6 separate regions of the Mus musculus genome follow, and all the other regions are linked to region 2. The links are chromatin contacts, called in public Hi-C, HiChIP or PLAC-seq, Micro-C and promoter capture Hi-C maps. All regions are on one chromosome and are shown on one strand. The core of a region is the stretch at or near the end of the contact, and the rest is flanking DNA. Distances in the headings are between cores, read along the strand shown.

Region 1 (3,235 bases), core at 706-3,205, 230 kb after region 2:
GGGGCTGGGAAACAGCACAGCAGTACAGAGCTCTCAGTGCGCAGACTCAGGGCTCCAGGCAGCAGCCTGCAGGTGTCTTATGTCCCACTTGCCCTGCAGCCCGAGATGACCAACAACTTCCTTCTGAAACCAGCCGCCACCTGTTCTTCCTGCAAGATGCTGGCCATGCGTGAGAGCACCACAGCCTGCCCTCCATCCCCGCCTCCGAGGTTTCACTCCCTCTAACTCCTGCTCTTCTTTTCTGCCTTCACTCCACTCTCCTCCCACCCTGATAAACCTTGTTCTTAGATCTGAAATTCTTTGTCCTTTCTCAAGAATCCTGCCCCTTTATCAGACTTGCTGTTTTATTAATCTCTCCCTCTTGGGTAGATACTCTCAGCTCATGTGAAAATGTTGGAAAATGGCTCTGGAGGTAAAGTGCCTAAGCCTTGGGTTTGATCTCCAGAACCATGTTAAAGATGAAAGACTTGACAGACCTACACACACACATTCTCTCCCCACACCAAGTACTCAAAATGAGGCTGTAACCCCGCTGCAGTATTTACTCCCCACTCTTTGAGCCCAGCCCTTCAACTCACACGGCAGAGAAGCTGCTTGTCAGATGGGTGGGCATGCCGCCACGGCCTAACTCCTCAGCATTCCACTGGGCACACTACTGTCCTTGCACAGCTTGGTCCACTTCTGTGCTCTCACATGACTTGGGCTGCTCCCAGGACACACCCACCAGCCAGTGACTTCTAACAGCTCAATTTTGGTACCCAACAAGTGGCATATGAATCCTGTCACCATCCCTTGCCAGCTAGTCCTCTTCTGGTCGTCTCCAAATTCTAAGTGGCACCGTCAGCCACTCAAAGCTTGGCCCATAAATGAGAAGCATAAATGAGAGGCATTCTTTTTTTTTTTTTTTTTTTTTTTTTTGGTTTTTCAAGACAGGGTTTCTCTTTATAGCCCTGGCTGTCCTGGAACTCACTTTGTAGACCAGGCTGGCCTCGAACTCAGAAATCTGCCTGCCTCTGCCTCCCGAGTGCTGGGATTAAAGGCGTGCGCCACCACGCCCGGCTGAGAAGACATTCTTGATTCCTTCCGCTCTTGCAGGACCAGACTACAGTGCAAACCTTTCTAATCCCTACCTTTTACACAGCGGTCAAATCGTCTATAAAGAACATGAGCACTTCTGCACTGGTAGTCCTAGGACTAGGAAACTGAGGCAGGAGGATCACATGAACACAAAACTTGAGCCCAAGCAATTAAGCACGACTATGATACTGAAGTTTCAAAACAAAAATCCTCCGCAGTGGATTGCTCGTTAGCAATGCTTGCAGCCCTGAGTTCAAATCCCCACCCTACTCCCTTAGACCATAGCTTCTCACTGCAATTAGGACAAATCTAAGAATTCCCTAAGTGGCCTAATCACAGCAGCTCCAGAGAAGCTCGGCAGCCTTCGCTCCCTTTCAGTCTGCTCTACACAGGCGGCTTGGAACGACAAACCCTGCTTCTGAGGTGGCTAGCACAGCTCATGCCTTCGGAGAAACTTACTAGGCAGCAAGGGCTACTCCCAACTCATATGAAACCTCCAGCTTACAGGTTTTCTCCCACTGGCTGTGAATTCCATGAGTTCAGATGTCTTGTTTTAAATTCCACTCACCACTACTTTTAATGATTCTTTCCCTATAAACTAGACTATTTTAGAGAAACCACGGTTTTAAAAGCTTTTGGGCTTTGTGTCCACATGCAAGTGAAAACCTTTTAAGCTACACAGCTATCCTGTCTACTCGGCTTGGCTGGACTTGAAGGCGGGCAGTTACTGGCCTATCTGATTTCTCTCTAGCTCGGTGTCCTATCTTAATCTTTCCTCTTGAGTCACCTTGAATTCTAGGAACAAACAGGACTGATAACATCCCTGTGGCAAGGGCCTCCAGGGGCTGTGGGCCTGCAGGGCTGGGGCTGCCCGGATCCGGGATGAGGTGGCTGCTTGGAGCACAAGCCACTAGTTTCTCGGGAACCAGACTACACGGGGAACCGGACTCCTTCCTTCCACCTCCACCTCCTGCTTTCCTGGCCATTTTTCCTGTGTAACATCAAAACCCGCTGAGGATGGAATTCTGGGTAATGTCAGTGCCTGCAAGAAGGGTTTGATAAGTCTCTTGACCTGTCCCTAGTCTCAATGAGGCCACAATGTGTCAGCTTTTCACCCCTACTCCTCTTTTATTGGTGTACCTAGACCAGCGTGGAGTCTGGCCTGTTGGTAGGGCCAGAGCCAGGGCTTTTGCCCTAAGTACTCCAGTAATAGGGCCACAGAGATGGCCGAGGGGAAAGGTGATTCACTGTAAGCCCAACGACCCGAGTTTAATCCTCAGGACCCATGTGGTAGAAAGGAAATGTAATTTAAAAAACCCTCCAGTAACACTCAGAAGCAGACTCAGTACTAAGATTTAAAAATCTCATGATATCTAAATTCTCTACAAAAAAAAAAAAAGCTTTAAATGACTTTAATACATGGCAGGAAGAAAGGGAAAAATAATGAGCTGTCACTCAAACCAAAATAATATGGACCGAAAATCCGATGTTGCCCCCTCCCGCACATCAAGTTCTAGTCTAGTACAGTCTAGTTCTAAATCGGCGAGAGTACTAGCTGTCCCCATGGGCTCTCAAACAATGGACTCTCATTCCAACTTCTCCCTGATGAGGCCGGAATTTCAGTCCTGGAGGTGGAGTGCCACGCTAAAACTGACCACAGCTCATCTTGGTAAATAATGGAGATGGCAGATCTGTATTTTAAAGCACCTCCCAGTTAATTCTGATGGTCAGATTCAGTGTGGAACTTTGTGGGGGAATGCAATTTTTGCTGCTTAAAATGGCTACTAGCCTGAACTAGATTAATAAAAACAGTCTGTCATGAGTAAGCCACAAGTATTTAAAGCACTAAACACTTTCTGGAAGTGTTCAATGTATGGCAGTCCCTAACATCCACTGCCTACCTACTGTATTCAGACACAAAGAGCACCACACACTGTGACTTTTAACCACTAGAAAATTAACTATTTCCATCTCCCAGTGCCTCCAGAGCTTCCCAGACCTTCCTCCTCTCCTGTAACGTTTTAAGACCTCTACACACCTGCCCGGTATTTATCTATATAAGGAAACTTGGTTTTTACAAAATGAAAAAGTATGCCGGGCGGTGGTGGCGCACACCTTTAATCCCTAGTGCTTGGGAGGCAGAGGCAGGCGGATTTCC
Region 2 (3,176 bases), core at 153-2,652:
AAGGACTAAGACACCCCCACCCCCACCCCCGCAGACTGTCTCCCCAAGGAGGGCTGTTTCCGCAGACCACCACTGGTAGTTTTGTCTTGGAAGGTAAGGAGGGAGTCATTTGGACCAGCAGACTGGGTATATGGGTGGCTTGGCGATTTCCGGTTAAGTCACTTACAACACCTTAGTTGTGACCGACTCTCAGGTGTGATCAGCCAGGAAATAAAAGTCTGCGGGACAGGGTGCCCCTTGTTTGCCCTGGAGATGGGGGGGGGGGGCGGGGGGGCCACACCCTCACCAAAGTAGAGAGACCCTTCACGAAAAGCCAGAGTTGGGCGCTCTCTCTCTCTCTCTCTCTCTCTCTCTCTCTCTCTCTCTCTCTCTCTCTCGTTCTATCTCTCTCTTTGCCTTTCTGCCCTTAGGAAGAGAGACAATCCTTTCCTCCGAGAACACGGACACACGGACAGGATGGAAATCCAGGAAACAGCAAAGCAAAGCCCGTCCGCACCTTGGCAAGCCGGCCATGCCCGATTTTGGCAGCGGCCTTCACTCATTAGTCACCACTACAGCCTGGGACCCTCCGCTCCAGGGATACGACCCTGGCACCGAGTAGGCTCAAGGCCTAGTTGGAGGAGAAGATTAGGCACTTCTCAGTCTAACCTGCCCTCACCCGCAGGGCCATCTGGGGTTCCAGCTTTGCCCCGGAACTTGCAGGGAGGGACCCGGGCGCGTCGGGCCGGCATAGGTAACAAAGCTCCGCGCCAGGCGCGCCCCATGTCAGCTCGGACGGGATCGGGAGCCAGGCCTATCCCCCTCATCTGGGCTCCAAGGCCCGGGGCATTCCTGGGTGTCCGCGTCCGCACCTTTTCACGGGATGGGAGGGCACTGCTTCTCCAAAAGGGAGATCTTAGCAGAGCTTGGGAGCCAGCGACTCCGGGCAACGCTCGAGCAAACTCTCGGATCGGGCGGAGAGAACTCACAGCAAACGCGTCCCCGCGCCCCAGTGCACCGTGTCGCCACCGCGTAGGGGGCGTCGCCAACCCAGGATCCTCGAGCCCCTAGCGAGCCTCTCCACCTCCCCAACTGCCCAGCCCACCTCTCCAGGGCCCTTCCAGCCCCCGGGACTCCCGCGCTTCTCAAAGCACAGCTCGGATCCTCCCGGTTCTCGGGGGACTCACCGGCCAGCAGCGGCAGAAGCAGGGCTCTGAGCAGAGTCAGCGGGCGGGCTCCCATCCTGGCGGGCTGCAGACGAGCAGCGAGGTTCAAGGCACACGGCGAGCGGGCGCGCGGACCGGAGCGCGGGGGCCGCCGCAGCAGCTACAGCCCGAGCCCGAGGCGTCCGGAGCTGGAGCCGCGCGCGCCCCGTACATCCAAGCCCTCGAGCGCGCCGCCGCCGCAGCCAAGCCACGCCCCCGACGCCCCCTCCTCTCCGCCTGCACGGCGCCCCGCCCCCTGACGCCCCCTTCCCCGCCGTCGAGGGGAGGAGCTGGCAATAGAAAGAAGGATCTGGGGAATGATGGGGGGGGGGGGGAGCAGCAGTGGCCGTCTTAGGGGAGTGCCGGAGACCTGGGTGTTGTTCCCACCGCCTAATCTATCCACTGGGACGCAAGAGAACCAAAGTGACTCTCAGAACTCCGTTAGGCCCTCTGAACCTACCTGGAGATCTGGAGCAATAGTTTGCCCAGAATTCTCCAAGTTGCTGGAGTTAAGCAACCCAAAGTGCTGCATGAGACAGACCAGCAGGGTGTCTCAGAAGAAGGCAAGGAGGACATAGCCAGGATGTCTCAGAAGACAAGGAGGGCACAGCTGTGGTGCCCGGTGGAACAGATGTAGCCAGGGAGGGGGAGGGGCGTGCGTGACACTGGACAAATCTGAACCCAAGGTAGAAACCCTGGGCTCCAACCCCCAGCGAGAGCTATTAAACAGACATACATCCCAAGTCCATCTCCAAGCAGTCTGGGCTGTGTCAGGGCATGGCCAAATCTCCAGCTGTGGGGAGGCCCAACGCAGCCCTTGTTCCAGGCACCCTCCACCCCCAGCGCCACCACCCCCACATTCTTTCTTTGTTGTGAAAGCAGCAAGGGGTGTGGGAGGCGGGTCAGAAGAAGTCAAGCTTTAGAAGATGGGCCCCAGCTGCTGACAGGCCTCCAGGATATGCAAGAGAGGATGGATAGCGCCTTGTCCCCCTTCTGGCTCTGGAGGGCCCCCCAGGCCTGCTTAGACCTCCCTTCCCCCAAGCAGCTGGGAGGGGGGAAGGAAGCCACAGAGGGCCTCACAGGCAGGAGAAGTGGCGCCAGGACTCCAGGGTCCTGCCACATGGCCACCACATGTCCCTGACAACCCCGTCCACAGCACCTTCTTCTTGTGTGCCTCATTCCCCATCCCCCAGAAGTCTTCCTCCAGGCCCTGCTAAAGAGGGTACAAACACGGAGGGAACCATTGAGCCAAGAATTCAACAGTCCTGCACACTACCACTGCCCTCATCCTTCTAGGAAGGGTCCTGAACAACGTCTTCAATGAAGACTCCGAACACAAAATGTTACCTGGTTCATTTATTAAAGAAACAGTGAAATATGTGGACCTGTAGTGAGGCAGCAGAGGGTAAAAGAGACCAGGGCAAGGCAGCCCAGTTGGCCAGCCCCAAACTGACAGAAGAGCCAGCATCAGGCGCATCCCTGAGGTGCAGACCCACTTTCTCCCACCTTGGGAGCCTCAGTCAGCTACTCTAGAGGACTCCAAAGTAGAGATCATGTTATCCTGAGGGCCCTTCCGAAGGGGGGTTCCCAGGGAAGGAGCCTAGACCCTAGAAGCAGCAATCTACCACATACACCGCTCCCTCTTCACCATCCTATTGAGTTGGGGAAGAGACAGGAGCCATGGGGAATGCTGTAAGGGCTGTGGGGACCCAGCAGACTAAAAGAGGGAGTTGAATGTCAGCTACTTGAAGAAAGGTCCACAGTGCTGGCGCTGAGGCCCCGGGAGACCTGAAAGAGACCAGCAACCACACATCACTGCAAACTCCTGGAGTCTGCCTGCTCTGCAGAGACTAAAGATGGAATTTCTAACCTCAACCTAAGCTCTAGGACTTTGCTTAGGCACGGTCTACTGGAGGAGCTACGGGACGAAACCTGGGCAAGAATGCTGGCTTGCACAGTGAATGAGCTGACCCAAGAGCTCACTGTGTTGAA
Region 3 (3,313 bases), core at 552-3,051, 200 kb after region 2:
TCTGTGGGACCTACTTGGTGGAAAGAGACAGCCAACTCAAGGCGGTCCTCCTCCTGATCGATACACGTACACTCAGGCACTCACGCATACGTAACATAGAGGAATGTCAAAAGCAAGAAGAAACTTAAGAGCCTGATTCTATGACAAACAGAGCACTGACATACTGTCATCCAGGTTTTCCCTCTCCTGTCAGTCACAAGGTGAGGTAATGATTCTTTGCACTCTACAGAGGCAATCGAAGCCTCTCTTGTAAGGTTTCCTTGAGACAGAAAGGCTTCAGGTCTGGTTTTCAGCACTCACCGTGGAGTTGGCGAAAATTGAATTAGAATTGGCTGCAGAATACCCTGCGTTCGTCACATCATCGCTGCCCTGCAGAGGGGGAATTCAACATGGCAGTTACTGCAGGGCTTGGAGAGACAAAAGCCGAGCCTGAGACACTTGTCTGTCACTTACCGATTTACTGCTAGGTCCGTGCAGAAAATAGTTCAATGCTTGTGGGTCTCTAGAAAAGAAGGAAGTGAGAGAGTGAAACAAGTAAGTACTGCTACTTCTACGTAAATAGCTGCTGATAGTTATATAAGGCAAAAAGAAACGAAACACTAGCTCCAGTGAAATCTCTCCATTTTAAACCATTTTCTACACTTCTGTCTCTGGGAAGCGCCTACTGCTTCAGTCCTGGGGGGTGAACTTGGACCTTGCCCTTGCTTGGTGAGCTAAAAATAAAACTAAGCAACACCCTGGCCTGCCATCCCCAGACTTACTAAAAAAAATAACAAGTAAAACCAAAAGGAATGGGTTGCTGAGTTATGACCTGTGTGTAAAACTACCTTTCTGTGGCAGTTAAGAGCACTGACTGCTCTTCCTGATGTCCTGAGTTCAAATCCCAGCAACCACATGGTGGCTCACAACCATCTGTATGTGATCTGATGCCCTCTTCTGAAGACAATGACAGTGTACTTTATACATAAAATAAATAAAATCTTATTTATTTGTTTATTTATTTATTTTTGTTTTCTGAGACAGGGTTTCTCTGTGTAGCCCTGGCTGTCCTGGAACTCACTCTGTAGACCAGGCTGGCCTCAAACTCAGAAATCTGCCTGCCTCTGCCTCTGCCTCCCAAGTGCTGGGATTAAAGGTGTGTGCCACCACTGCCTGGTATAACAAAATCTTAGTACAAACAAACAAACACACAAACTCTCTGTGCTAGTTATTGCTGTAACCATGGTAAAGTATTATTTTTTATTTTAAAAGGCCAGGAGCTTAAGATAGCTACAGAGCTCTTTCTACTCCTCACACCTCACACGAGCGGTCCACCCTGGGCCCCACAGGAGCATCTTACCCAATAAGATCGAGGAGACAGGAGTCATCGTCATCATCCATGACAACTGCAAGGAGAGAGGGAGGGAGGCAGTGAGTCGGAGCAGGGCGGCCAGCAATATGGATGCAGTGGAGCACGCTGAGCCTCCACACAACTGTCAGCACGGGAGCTTTCCCTAGTCACCTATCAAGCCTACCATGGGAAAAATGTTGTGGCTGGTGGGCACAGTGTCATTTGCCAGTAGTCCTGGCCACTCAGGTAGGACTCAGTAAGGAAGGGAACTTGAGTCCAAGAGTTCAAGGTCAGCCTGGACAATAGCAAGACCGCAGCTCATAAGTAAATAAACAAATAGCCAAGCAAGCCAGACACACTGGCAAACACCTTGATCCCAGGAGTTGGAAGGCAGAGACAGGAGGATCAGGAGGTGAAGGCTACCCTTGCCTACATGACAAGGTTGAGGCCAGCCTGGGCTACATGAGACCCCATGTCAAAAACAAAAAACAAAAACAAAAACAAAAACAAAAACAAAAGGTGCCAGGCGTAGTGGCGCACGCCTTTAATCCCAGCACTCGGGAGGCAGAGGCAGAGGCAGGCGGATTTCTGAGTTTGAGGCCAGCCTGGTCTACAAAGTGAGTTCCAGGACAGCCAGGGCTACACAGAGAAACCCTGTCTCGAAAAACAACAACAACAACAAAAAGGTAGAAATATGTGAAATTAACAGTTACTTGAATACATTTTTGACTTAAATTGTTTCTCCTATAAATCAGTTTCAACATAGAGGTCCAAAGAGTTTAGACACATCTAAGATAGCTGCAGCCACCGGCCACATGCAGATTCCCGAGAGAGACCATGAAGGAGGACTTATGCCATCAAACGTAGAATGAGTAAGGGCAGAGACAAAATTTTGCTTTAGGAAAGCTCTCAGATTCTGAAGTCCTTCAGGGTTGTGACCGGATGCGTCTAAACACTGAGAGCAACTCCGACTTCTCAACGTATTTTGGTGATCTTTGGGAAGGCAGAATGCGGGTTCTCCCCACATTTGGAGACAGACCAGGAGGCCCTGTGGTGCAAGCCATACAGGCTCTGGTCGTGGGCCTTGGGTGCTTCCCAGTGCAGAAATACTGTCCAAGTTCAATGCCGAATAGTCCATAGCTGGACCAGGAATGTTTAAAGTAGAAACTGCAGCCCAAGTTCTCCCCACTGCAGCTCGGAGCTCCCTCTCTCTGCCTGCAGCAGCCACAAGCATGGCCAGCACAGCTCTGGCCCAGACTGTAACAACTGAACAAATTCCAGCCGTGGTTCTCCCCCGAGAGCCAGTCAACTTACACTAGTGACCCGACACCTGGCAACCCTGCTTCTCACCCATTTCAAGCCATGCGTGGAATAATTTACATCACAGAACACCAGGGCCAAGAGTTCTGGAGCAGTTGGAAAGGGCAGTTGTGAACGGCAGTTGGACGCAGGAATGAAATCCTGAAGAGATGCCCAGAGGAGGGGCATACCCAGAAAAGGCAGAGGGAAGGGTGAGTCTTAAGGAGAGATTTTTCTCTGTTCAAACTTCCTTCTCCCATTAGTTCCTCCAAACCAATCATAAGGCCTAACAGCTGTGGTATTCCCTCCTGCCACGGGGAAGGACACTTTCTCTACTCTAGAAGAATGTGGAAGGGTAAGTTTCCTGATGTGGGACCCTCCTGTAGGTGGCTGGATTCGAAGGGTTGCGGAGTGACTGGGCTGATTATAATCCACTGAGCAGAGTGCAGGGTGGGGAGAGAGGATGGGTGAGGGAGAAGGAAGGAGAGTGGGATACATGAAGCAGAAGCTGTTGGCTACTGAAGCTAAGAGCAGCCAGCCATGAGAAATGGGCTCTTTAGGACCCAGGCAGGAGTCATTTGAGGTCACATTGGCACCAATGTTCCTGCACACATGACTTTTGAAAACAAGACTGGGAAGGAAACAGGAAAACTATCATCAACTGGGTATGCTGGATTTGTTACA
Region 4 (3,421 bases), core at 413-2,912, 250 kb before region 2:
AAGTAGATGGAGATAACTAAATACATACATAGGTAGTATAATAAAGACAGGGCACATACCTCTGGTAGATTAGCTTTTTCATCAAAATAACGTATATTTACAAATTATATCAATAATATAGGATAAAGCAAACAAGTGTAAGGGAATACAGCTGGTAACATTTTTATACTGGTGCCAGGTGGGAGGTCCATGACTTCAAGGCTAGCCTGATCTACATAGGAAATTCCAGACCAGTTAAGGCTGCATAGTGAAACCTGACTCTCAAAAAAAAAGGGACAGAAGCAAGATTTTTATTCTGAAATAGGAAGCTTATGACATTTATAAATAAGCAAATCGGCTTATATTTTAAACATAATTTAAAAACAAATTAACAAAGTCATATTTTTTTCTTTTCAGAAATCTGATTCTTGTTTTTTGGTGTTTTTTGTTTGTTTGTTTGTTTTTGTTTTTTGTTTTTCGAGACAGGGTTTCTCAGTATAGCCCTGGCTGCCCTGGAATTCTCTCTGTAGACCAGGTTGACCTTGAACTCTGAGATTTGCCTGATTCTGCCTCTGAGTACTAGGATTAAAAAGTTTGTGCCACCAATGCCTGGCTCAGAAATGTGATTTTTACACAAATTCAAGATTTATGTTTAGCTGGTGAAAAATATGAAGCTATTGTCTAGGTTCAACATATTTCCTCACTTTTGGTTTTTTCATGGTGTGAGATCCTCTGAAACTGGAGCCCCAAATGGTTGTGAACTACCACGAAGGTGCTAGAAAAAAGACCTCCGGAGCCATCTCTACCCAGGCCCTATTTTCCTATGTTTTGACTGACCCTTAGGGTCTTGTCTTTTTCTTTTTAAACATTTATTTCTATTTTCTGTGTATGAGTTTTTGCCTCCATGTGTTTCTGCACCACTGATATCTCAAAACACTTGCCAGGCCTGTCACGGTATGGGTTGCTCCGACAGTGGCCTTCACCACCATTTTACTGTAATGCTTGGCTAGAACATCTGGAAATTTTACTGATGTCTGTTGTGTTTGACTTTCACTTTTCTGTACTTTCTCATTTCTCGATTTAAACCTCTATAAGTTATTGGACTGGAAAGTTACCCGACTACGTCAAGCTTCCTCTGGGGGAAAAGGGATGGACACTCGTTGAGGTTCGTAGCTTCTGACAGGGTTTAGGTGTGAGTGTAGGGGGTCGTTTGCTTTCTCACTATATATAATCATTTCTGTAAAGCAGGTGGATTGCTATGGGCACGCACGCTCCAGGAGCCTGGGAACCAAGCTACTGAGGCCTCCGCTACAACCTGGCCCCGCCCACTCACCGGGCTCTCCGGCCCCGCCCACCGCGCCGGGAGGAGGAGAGGGGTGGTCTCTCTGCATCACGTGGTCTCCGGGGGAGTAGGGGGTGGGCGGCTCGCCGGTCGCCATTTTGCGCGGGGCCGAAAGGCGGGGCCTGCGCACTTCAGGGCGCGCGCCCCTGGTGCTCGCGCAGGCTCAGCGCTCCGCCCCACGGCTCCCGGCTCCTGAGGCCGCTCTCCGCGTCCAGCCGCGGGAGAGCCTGGGAGGACGAGGGGGTGTGGCGTGTCGGCGCGTACCCGCGCCCTCCAACCGCTGGCCGGTGGGGCGGGGCCGCGGGGAGGGGGCCGCTCCGTCCGCGAGGGCGGCGCGCTGCGGTGTCCGCGGCGGCGGTGCCTGCGGCTGTGGCGGCACGCTCCCGAGCGGCGTCCGCGGCGCTCCCGGTAGCCATGTACCGCAGTGGCTCCCGCTCCTCCGTCTCTTCGCACCGGTCGAAAGACGGCAGCGCGAGCGGCCCTCCGCCGGGCCGTCCCGTGGGCGCCTCCTCAGGCCCCACACGCCGCCCCTCGTCGCCGCCGCCGCCCTCTTGCTCCTCGCTGCGGCTCCCCGCCCGCCGCCACCGCTCGCCCTCAGGCCACCGCGGCCGCTGGGCCTCGCCGTCCCCGCCTCGGGGTCGTCGCGGCTCCCCGTCCCCGCCCCGCGGCCGCCGGGCCTCACCGTCTCCGACCCGCGGCCGCCGGGCCTCGCCATCCCCTCCGCGGGGTCGTCGTGGCTCCCCGTCCCCGCCGCGCGCCCGTCGCGGCTCCCCGTCGCCACCGCGGAGCCGGCGACACTACCCACCTGGCCTGGGTGGCTTCCGAGGCAGCATTCGAGGCGAGTCCCGCGCCGACTTCGCCCGGGACGGCCGCGGAGACCATCCAGGCGGCGGCGGCGGCAGTCGGGTAATCCCACCCTTCGCCCATGTTGCCCCCATGTCCCCAGCCCCCGGGCCCTCAGGCCAGAGTCCGAATGTCCGAGTCTTCCCCGCTCCCTGACAGTCCTGGGTGCCTCCTTTACACAATAACGGACCCGGGACCCGTTCGGTCACCCGTGTTGGAACAGAACAGGACGCCCGGTTTCTAGGGGGAAGAGGCTTTCGCTCTTGCTATGTGGAAAAGTTCTCCAAGGCGAGGGGCATTTCATCCATACTGACTGGCGCTTTGGCGTTTCCCTTTGGGTTTGATCAAATTCGTTGCTTTAAGGCCCGAGTTTAGCAGAACATCTGAAATGCCTGGTGGCCAGTGAGGAAAGCTTGAACCAAAGCAGACTGGATGCTTTAGCTGTCATGGAGTCTCAGTTATAGCTGTTATTCCGACGAGAGGTGTGCATAATCAATCATTGTGATTGCTGCCATCAGCTAGAGACACAAGAGCAGCTACCAGCAATCTTTTAGGGCTCACGGTCCCTTGAGGTAAAGCAATAGCAATAGGTGTTATCACAGCCAAGGAACCAGCTCAGAGAGGTTTAAGTAGCTTGATCAAGGTGACACACAAGTGATGGAGCTGTGGTTCAGCTCACATGTTGGATTCTCACAGCCTGCGATTTTACATGTTAAAATGTGCTGCTGCTGGAGGGACAAAATGTGGGATTAATTTATGGTTGTGGTGGGTGTAGCTGAGTAGTACTCAGTAGGGCTTACAAAACTGTAAAACCCGATTTGGAATCTTAGCATCCTAATTTTAAATAAAGGTGCAGGTGTGATAGTGACCCCTCAGCTGGCACTACAGTGCCCTAGTGTTCTGGTCATAAACTGATTTGTCACATTGTGAAGACTTCTCAAAGCCCTCACTAGAGAGGAATCGAGTAGAATACTGCAGCCTCCCCCTTCTGGGTGCTGTACTCACTCCAGCTCCAGTTCTCCGTCCCATAGGAAAATGCTTTCTCTTACCACCCGAACATTTACCTCATGCTTCAAGGGAAGCCCCCAGGCTATCCTGTCATCTCTCACCACTCTGAAGGCCCTGCTGCCTCTTCCTCAGATTGGTACAGTTGCCTTCTTCGTAATTGAGCCTTGCTACTCACCATTTATCTTTTCTGTGTTCAGCCATCAAATTGATTTTTAAAAATATTTTGAATAGTGTGTGTTCAGGTGTACC
Region 5 (3,096 bases), core at 554-3,053, 190 kb before region 2:
GTGTCTGATCTCTGAGAGCTGGACTTACATATCTCCTCCAGAAGAGCAGCGTATGCTAACAGCTGAGCCGTCTCTCCAGCCCCCACTTTTGCATCTTAGTCTCTAACTAACCGCACAGCTGCTCGCCATTCTCACCAGATGCTAATGATGCCCGGAACACATGGCAGAGTGGCAGCTAGCAGAAGCCACCGCCAGCTCCGTATCAGGTACCCAACCAGGGTCAGCAGCAGCACCCCTCCTGTCCAGAAGGTGGTGCTGATGACCCCAGCCACAGTGCGGTGCTCCACATCCAGCCACTCTAACTCTGGGGACAGAGAGACCATTAGCAGGGGCCAAATGGACCCATCTTCCTCCACCCCCCCACCCCACCCCACCCCCGCAGCCTCCCTCCAGGCCTCGCCTCACCCAACGGAAGTACAATGATGGTAAAACCAGCCAGGGCTGAGCCGGTGAGCATGCGGGTGGTGACAAACATGATGTAGTTGACCGAGGCTGCAGACATCAGGCCCAGCGCCAGGGTGCTCACGTAGGCCACCAGCAGAAGCCGGCGCCGGCCAAACCTGCCAAGGGCCATGCGAGGTCAGGTCCCCACAGGGATGCCCAGATACAGGTGATGAGGCCTGTCCCCAACACCGGTCCCTTATTTCACCTGTCAGACAAGTATCCGTACACCACAGCCCCCAGCAGCACGCCGATGAAGAAGCACGTGGATGTAACTTTGTTCAGGCCTCTCTGCTGACACACCAGATCCCACTGCAGAGACAGGCGGGTAAGTTGTCGGATCTGTAAGAGCCCCTCTCCAGCCACGATGTCCCTCCTCTCCAGACTCCCAGGCAGCCCTGACCGTTTCAGAAGATTCCCCCATCCCTAGCTATCAACCTCAGCACTAGAAAGGGAAGACTTTGCCTCTCCCTAGTCCTAGAGCTCAGTGCTTTCCCACAGAGGTCCATCACGGCCACCAAGGAATCCTGTTGTCTCTCCGCAGGGAGACTCCACCCACCCTTCCTCTCGGGATGACTCAGGTAAATCTCAGACCTGGGACAGGAATGAGGCAGAGGGGAGAAAAGGATGGAGGCTTCCACAGTTTCTCTATCTTTTACTACAGAGATGTCCTTTTCAGCCTCTGTTCCAACTCCCTGGAGCTGCCTTAGCCCTTGGGTAAATTATAGTAAACGAACTGAACCCAGCTTTAAAGCTACAGGCTGGTCTCCACACGGGAATGAAAGTCCTTAGAGTGCAAGAAGGTTCTCTCCGGTCCCCTGCCCCCAAGGTAATGGCTGGCTCAACCCACTCACATATCCCGCACCCTCTGGGCTTGGGTACCTCAGTTGCAATGGTGGAAGAGAATTCTGAGCGGTCGTACTCCCAGCCCTGGGAGCAGGGCACTGTGAGGGGCTCACCCTCAGGCTCCCCAGAGTTGTACACCTCTGTTCCCAAGGTGACATTGGGAAGAGCCTGGGGATAGGCAAAGCGGAGGCAGGAACTAAAGCTGCCGTCAGTCTCCCGGGGTAGATGGGTTTTCAGCCACAAGTCCTGGTGACTGAGGTTGGCTGGGGCATCAGGCAGGGCACAATGATGGGCAGGCACAGCAGCCATGAAGATGGGCAGGAGAAAATGCATCGGGAGCAGGAATCGGGGCAGGGCCAGCAGCACCAGATTCCGCAGTTGGAAAGGCCCAAAGCCACCCACCTTGTGCAGCAGCTCTTCGAAGCCCATGCCCTCCACCCACCAGGTGTGCCTCTATAGTACCTAGGATCGGTCAACCTGCTTGCTACATGTGCCCTTGGACTCTGGAGGTGGGAATAGTTGTACTGATGAGTGCAGAGTCTGTAGCCAGAATCCAGCCCCCCAGAGGCTGGCCCAGACCTGGGCCCTCCCACATCATCTACACATCAATGGATCCTACCTAAGGGGAAAGGCCACCATTCCTCAGAGGTCCTGGTGTACTCTGGCCTTTACACATTGGAGCTCAGAGAACAGGTAGCAGAGCCAAGGGCTGGCATAGGAGGGCAGCCAGGTGTGGATTGAGTGAGGCCTGAGCTACTGATTAGACCTTCAGGGCTATGTAAGGTAAACAGGTCCCCTGGGTATAGTGCCTGCTGTCCTGGGTAGCCTTTGTCCTGTGAAACTTTAGGTCAGCCAGCCTTGTCTATTTGCAAGCACAGCACAGTTTGACTCACAGCCCAGGACTCAGGATGAGGGCTGGACTCCCCTTGGGTAAGGGAGCCTCTGATAAACCCCAAACTTTCCCCATAGCCCTTGGCCATGTCTGGAATGGACGCCCTAACCTAAGTGACCTCTGAGGTGACCTCTGAGACTGTGCTGGCCCTGTGTGGGGGTCTCAGGAATTTTCTTTTTTCTTTCTTTCTTTCTTTTTTTTTTTTTTAAAAAGATTTATTTATTTATTATATGTAAATACACTGTAGCTATCTTTCAGACACTCCAGAAGAGGGCACCAGATCTTGTTATGGATGGTTGTGAGCCACCATGTGGTTGCTGGGAATGGAACTCAGGGCCTTCGGAAGAGCAGTCGGTGCTCTTAACCGCTGAGCCATCTCTCCAGCCCAGGAATTTTCATCTGCAGTCCAGTCTGCCTCTTTAAGAGCATCCTGGATGACGTTTCCCAGGGTTGCAAAGAAGAACCTGGAAGGTTAGGGAAGGCCCGAGGCTTCTGCGGGGCTAAGTGCCAGCAAATGAGTGCATGGTGATTGGTGGGGAGGGGCGTCTCTGTGGATGACCAGAAGGTTCGCTCTACAACTGATTGTGGTGCCGGTGCCGTCATGCTGAGTTGTATAATTTGAGTTGAAAATTATGTAACAGTTGCATAAATTATAGAACAACAAAATAACTTTTTTTTTTTTTGCATTTCTGAGAAAATTTTATTGGCTTTTTGGAAAAAGTTGATTTTCCAGGAAGGATGATCCCATCGTACTTCTGCTGGAACCAGCGCGTGGCCTCCTCCTTGCTGATTCTGTGTTTGGCCCCAATGCAGCCTGTTCTGCGCTTCTTGTCTGCGATGCTGAACCCTGGCCTACCCAGTACCTCATAGAAGTCCAGGCCGTAGATCCCAATGCTTGGGTCGTATTTGATGCCCAG
Region 6 (3,271 bases), core at 730-3,229, 130 kb before region 2:
ATACCTACCTGTATTGCCTTCTGGTTACTCTCTTCCCCCTACTCTCTTTCATCTCCCTCTCTCCCCTCCCTGTTGGTAGGCTTTGTAACCCATTTAGTTTAACAGGGGCCATCTATGTGACCCTTGGGTTACAACAAATGGGTGGAGCTCAGTGCGGTGCCCAGTGGATGACGGCAGAAAGCATCCCCTTTTCTGTAACCTATCAATAGGAAATAGTTTAGCAGTGAGGATGAGGGTGGTGGCCTCTGTGCATGCATGCATGCATGCATCCAGGCGTGGCTGTGGAGAGTTTTGTTCTTCTGTAGACCCAGGGTGTCCATCCTAAGACCAGTGCTGGTGGCAGCGGCAATGGCCATGTCCTTGATAGAATAATGCATTTCACAGCTCTTCTGTAACTTGTGGGCCACTGGCCCCCCCTGGTTTTATCCTAACTAAGGTGGGGTCACTGAGGGGCTCTCCATCTCCTCAGAGTGGCTAGCAGACTGTGGTAGGAAGAGCTGGAATGGGGAGATCTGGGGAGGGGCAGGGCCAGAGCGGTGGCCATGGAAATGGTGGGGAGTCAGGCTCTAGAAAGTGTAACCGTCTTGCCCGATTCCATATCTCTGTACCCATCAATTAGAGCATTCCTTAGCCCTCGTCAGAAGAGCTTCTTTTTGCAGATTAATAGGGTCTCTCGGAGACTGTAGAGTGTTTGAATGTAAATGGGCCATCTCCATGGAAGAGTGGGTTGAAAGACAGAGGGACTGCCATGAAAACATTGTTTCTGGACATGACAGTGGGGTTACACACATAACTCATAGAAGCTATGACTGCCCGTGCACGATCAGGCTGGTCCAAACCCTACCCTGTGTGGAGAAGGGCCCCATGCCAATAGCTGAAGCGTTGCTGACAGCTAACAGCTGGTGAGGCAGGCACGACCCTGAGAGGCTGCCTGTACTTGTTCCAGTAGATGGTTCCACACCGGTGCACACATAGGTAGCACTAATGGGCTCAGTGGGTAGGGAGGGAAGCTGTAGAGATGGTTCAGTGGTTAACAGCACTGGCCACTCTCCAGAGGACCCAGGTTGGATTGTCAGCACCTGCATGGTGGCTCACTGTGTCTGTAACTCCAGTTTCAGGTTAGCTCATTGTGCTCTTTTGGCTTCTTGGGGCATCAGGCATGCACATGATGTAGAGATATAAACTCAGGCAAACCACCTGTCTTAGTTAGGCTTTTACTGCTGTGCACAGACACCATGACCAAGGCAAGTCTTATAAAAAACAACATTTAATTGGGTCTGGCTTACAGGTTCAGAGGTTCAGTCCATTATCATCAAGGTGAGAGCATGGCAGTATCCAGGCAGGCATGGCACAGGCATTGCTGAGAGTTCTACATCTTCATCCAAAGGCTGCTAGTGGAAGACTGAGTTCCAGGCAACTAGGGTGAGGATCTTATGCCCACACCCACAGTGACACACCTATTCCAACCAGGTCACACCTATTTGAACAAGGCCACACCTCCAAATGGTGCCACTCCCTGGCCCAAGGATAAACAAACCATCACAACACCTATACACATAAAATAATAAAATAATCAAAGATAATAATTATTTTAAATAATAAATAAAAATGAAGTTGGTGTAGGGGATAGAAGATGGATTGGAGGGGAGAGAGAGACTGGGTTAGATTTGATTAAAACACTACATACATGTATGAATAATAAAATATTTTTAAAATAAGTTAACAATCTTTTTTAAATTTTGGAAAGATTAATGAGAGCCAATCACAGTTGCCTATGGATCCCGTACAGAGTTTGAGAGCACTGAGATCCGTACAGAACTACTTGAATAGCTAGGAGCTGGGGAGGGGCAGGTCACGGGGAGGAGTCAGAACTAATGAGCGGGTTGGCTCGGGAAGAGCCTATCCGGGAAGAGAGCGAGCTTGAAGAAGGTCCCCTTACCTCTGGGAGTCGCTTTCCCAGGTCACGTGGTAGCGGCGGCAGCGGTTGCCCGCGCGCGGCGATGGCGGCATCCGGGGAGCTGGTTCCATGCTCTGTGTACTTCTGCGGGAGCATCCGCGGCGGGCGGGAAGACCAAGCTCTGTATTCGCGGATCGTATCCCGGCTGCGGCGCTATGGGAAGGTGCTCACTGAGCACGTGGCTGATGCTGAGTTGGAGCCGCGTGGTGAGGCGACGCGGGCTGGAGACTCGCAGGCTGGGGACCTGTAGGCTAAGGGGACCGGCTGACTAGGGACTTGCCGGATAGGAGACCCACTGGCTAGTAGACATTCAACCTGGGGAACCCGCAGCTCATGTGACCCGCAGGCTAGACCGGAGGCTAGGGGATCTGCAGACTAGGACCTCGTAATGGTTAGGGGACCGGCTGGCTATGGAAGGTCCTGGATTATATGTGTACGTTCCATGCGCAGGTCAAGTGTCCCTGTCCAGCACACTGGAAGCAAGTGACAGCCCAGACCCAGCTTTGGGCTAGCAAGGCTTTGATAAGCTGGTCTGGATAAGCACTCCTCCAGTAGGAAAGTTGTACCTAGAACTCTTGTATTTCTGCTCCAAAAACTTTTAAGTAGATCTCCCTTGCCCCATGCAAGAACAAACTCCTAAGCTGTGGACTCTAAAGCAATTCTGGGAGAATCTTTTAAAAGACAAAGAATCAATCGTAGGCAAAAAATGCCAGGGGATTGGAAAGAACCTGTTTGTGCTTATGCTTGGCTAGCGCATGGTGTGTTTTGTTGATAGTTCTCCACCTTCAGCGCCAATGTCAGCACTCTGGAGGCAGAGGGTAGGATGAGTTCCAGGCCAACCTGGGCTACAGAGTTAACCCCTGTCTCAAAGAAATGAGACAAAACAGTCTACAGAGTGTGATAGCCTGGAGAAAACCTTTGAATCTGGGTTTTCTCCCCTAGTCACTTTTCTTGCTTTTTCTTTTTCTTTTCTTTATTTTGGAAACAGGCTGTCATAAACGCACAGTGACGTCAGACTTGTAGCCAAGGATGGCCTTAGAACTCGCCATCCTCCTGCCTTCACCGCCCAAGTGCTAGAACTACAGGCACCTGCTGCTACACACAACTTGTTAGTTTGTTTTTTGAGACAGGGTCTCTCTACATATCCCTGGCCATCATGGTACTTACAGTGTAGACCAGGCTGTGTTGGAACTCACAGATTTCCCCAGCCTCTGCTCCCGGGGCTGGGATTAGTGCTATGAGCCATGATCCTCAGGCTCACAAAAGAAGTTTTAGACAGTGTGGTTCTGCTCTGCCACCTGCAGAGCCTTACCG

What was found. Promoter capture Hi-C pulls out the DNA fragments that hold promoters and counts their contacts. Hi-C and Micro-C count contacts between places; a contact is called where the count stands out from the background. HiChIP or PLAC-seq counts read pairs in DNA pulled down with a chosen protein or histone mark. Capture Hi-C pulls out chosen DNA fragments and counts their contacts.
Region 1: a Hi-C map of cerebellum shows a contact between it and region 2, with 1.5 times the contacts expected there. The contact joins the enhancer-like site here to the promoter of Ptk7 in region 2. A contact is called at or near these places in 1 of 39 promoter capture datasets (cranial neural crest), 1 of 484 Hi-C or Micro-C datasets (cerebellum), 4 of 115 datasets of contacts at active chromatin or transcription factors (embryonic stem cells and epiblast stem cells) and 1 of 9 other capture datasets (pancreatic islet).
Region 3: an H3K27ac HiChIP or PLAC-seq map of microglia shows a contact between it and region 2, with 6 times the contacts expected there. The contact joins the promoter of Bicral here to the promoter of Ptk7 in region 2. A contact is called at or near these places in 3 of 115 datasets of contacts at active chromatin or transcription factors (bone marrow-derived macrophages, embryonic stem cells and microglia) and 1 of 9 other capture datasets (pancreatic islet).
Region 4: a promoter capture Hi-C map of neural stem cells shows a contact between it and region 2. The contact joins the promoter of Zfp318 here to the promoter of Ptk7 in region 2. A contact is called at or near these places in 6 of 39 promoter capture datasets (the HPC-7 cell line, cranial neural crest, frontonasal cranial neural crest and 3 more), 2 of 484 Hi-C or Micro-C datasets (both in embryonic stem cells) and 1 of 9 other capture datasets (adipose tissue).
Region 5: a contact with region 2 is called in a Micro-C map of embryonic stem cells, with 2.3 times the contacts expected there. The contact joins the promoter of Slc22a7 here to the promoter of Ptk7 in region 2. A contact is called at or near these places in 4 of 39 promoter capture datasets (the 3T3-L1 cell line, cranial neural crest, frontonasal cranial neural crest and 1 more), 3 of 484 Hi-C or Micro-C datasets (DN3 thymocytes, the HL-1 cell line and embryonic stem cells), 3 of 115 datasets of contacts at active chromatin or transcription factors (the SCID.adh cell line, embryonic hindbrain and embryonic stem cells) and 3 of 9 other capture datasets (adipose tissue, liver and pancreatic islet).
Region 6: a contact with region 2 is called in a promoter capture Hi-C map of adipose tissue. The contact joins the promoter of Dnph1 here to the promoter of Ptk7 in region 2. A contact is called at or near these places in 1 of 15 datasets of contacts at CTCF or cohesin (the NIH/3T3 cell line), 2 of 484 Hi-C or Micro-C datasets (B cells and embryonic stem cells), 3 of 115 datasets of contacts at active chromatin or transcription factors (the SCID.adh cell line and embryonic stem cells) and 3 of 9 other capture datasets (adipose tissue, liver and pancreatic islet).

What each region holds. Positions count from the first base shown.
Region 1 is chr17:46,852,841-46,856,075 of GRCm38.p6, forward strand. It overlaps a transcript of Bicral not described here. Among named protein-coding and RNA genes, the nearest start is that of Bicral, 23 kb to the left of the region's middle. Within about 2 kb of position 1,956, at least 73 of the 459 cell types and tissues checked have an H3K27ac peak or open chromatin away from gene starts, as enhancers often do. A contact at or near this core is called in cerebellum, where this site is marked.
Region 2 is chr17:46,628,102-46,631,277 of GRCm38.p6, forward strand. Ptk7 (PTK7 protein tyrosine kinase 7) reads right to left here and starts at 1,403. Exons shown (of 20, transcript NM_175168.4): 1 at 1,167-1,403. The coding sequence starts at 1,221. Klc4 (kinesin light chain 4) reads right to left here. Exons shown (of 16, transcript NM_001357130.1): 16 at 2,528-2,972. The coding sequence ends at 2,922.
Region 3 is chr17:46,829,612-46,832,924 of GRCm38.p6, forward strand. It overlaps Bicral (BRD4 interacting chromatin remodeling complex associated protein like), which reads right to left and starts at 1,802. Exons shown (of 11, transcript NM_001100452.1): 1 at 1,340-1,802; 2 at 454-502; 3 at 301-369. The coding sequence starts at 1,380.
Region 4 is chr17:46,382,104-46,385,524 of GRCm38.p6, forward strand. It overlaps Zfp318 (zinc finger protein 318), which reads left to right and starts at 1,663. Exons shown (of 10, transcript NM_207671.4): 1 at 1,663-2,227. The coding sequence starts at 1,736.
Region 5 is chr17:46,436,674-46,439,769 of GRCm38.p6, forward strand. Slc22a7 (solute carrier family 22 (organic anion transporter), member 7) reads right to left here and starts at 1,804. Exons shown (of 10, transcript NM_144856.2): 1 at 1,324-1,804; 2 at 650-753; 3 at 406-560; 4 at 136-304. The coding sequence starts at 1,716. Gm36541 (a long non-coding RNA gene) reads left to right here and starts at 378. Exons shown (of 3, transcript XR_385613.3): 1 at 378-769; 2 at 986-1,022; 3 at 1,106-1,407. It also overlaps the pseudogene Gm5093.
Region 6 is chr17:46,494,810-46,498,080 of GRCm38.p6, forward strand. It overlaps Dnph1 (2'-deoxynucleoside 5'-phosphate N-hydrolase 1), which reads left to right and starts at 1,980. Exons shown (of 4, transcript NM_207161.3): 1 at 1,980-2,163. The coding sequence starts at 2,001.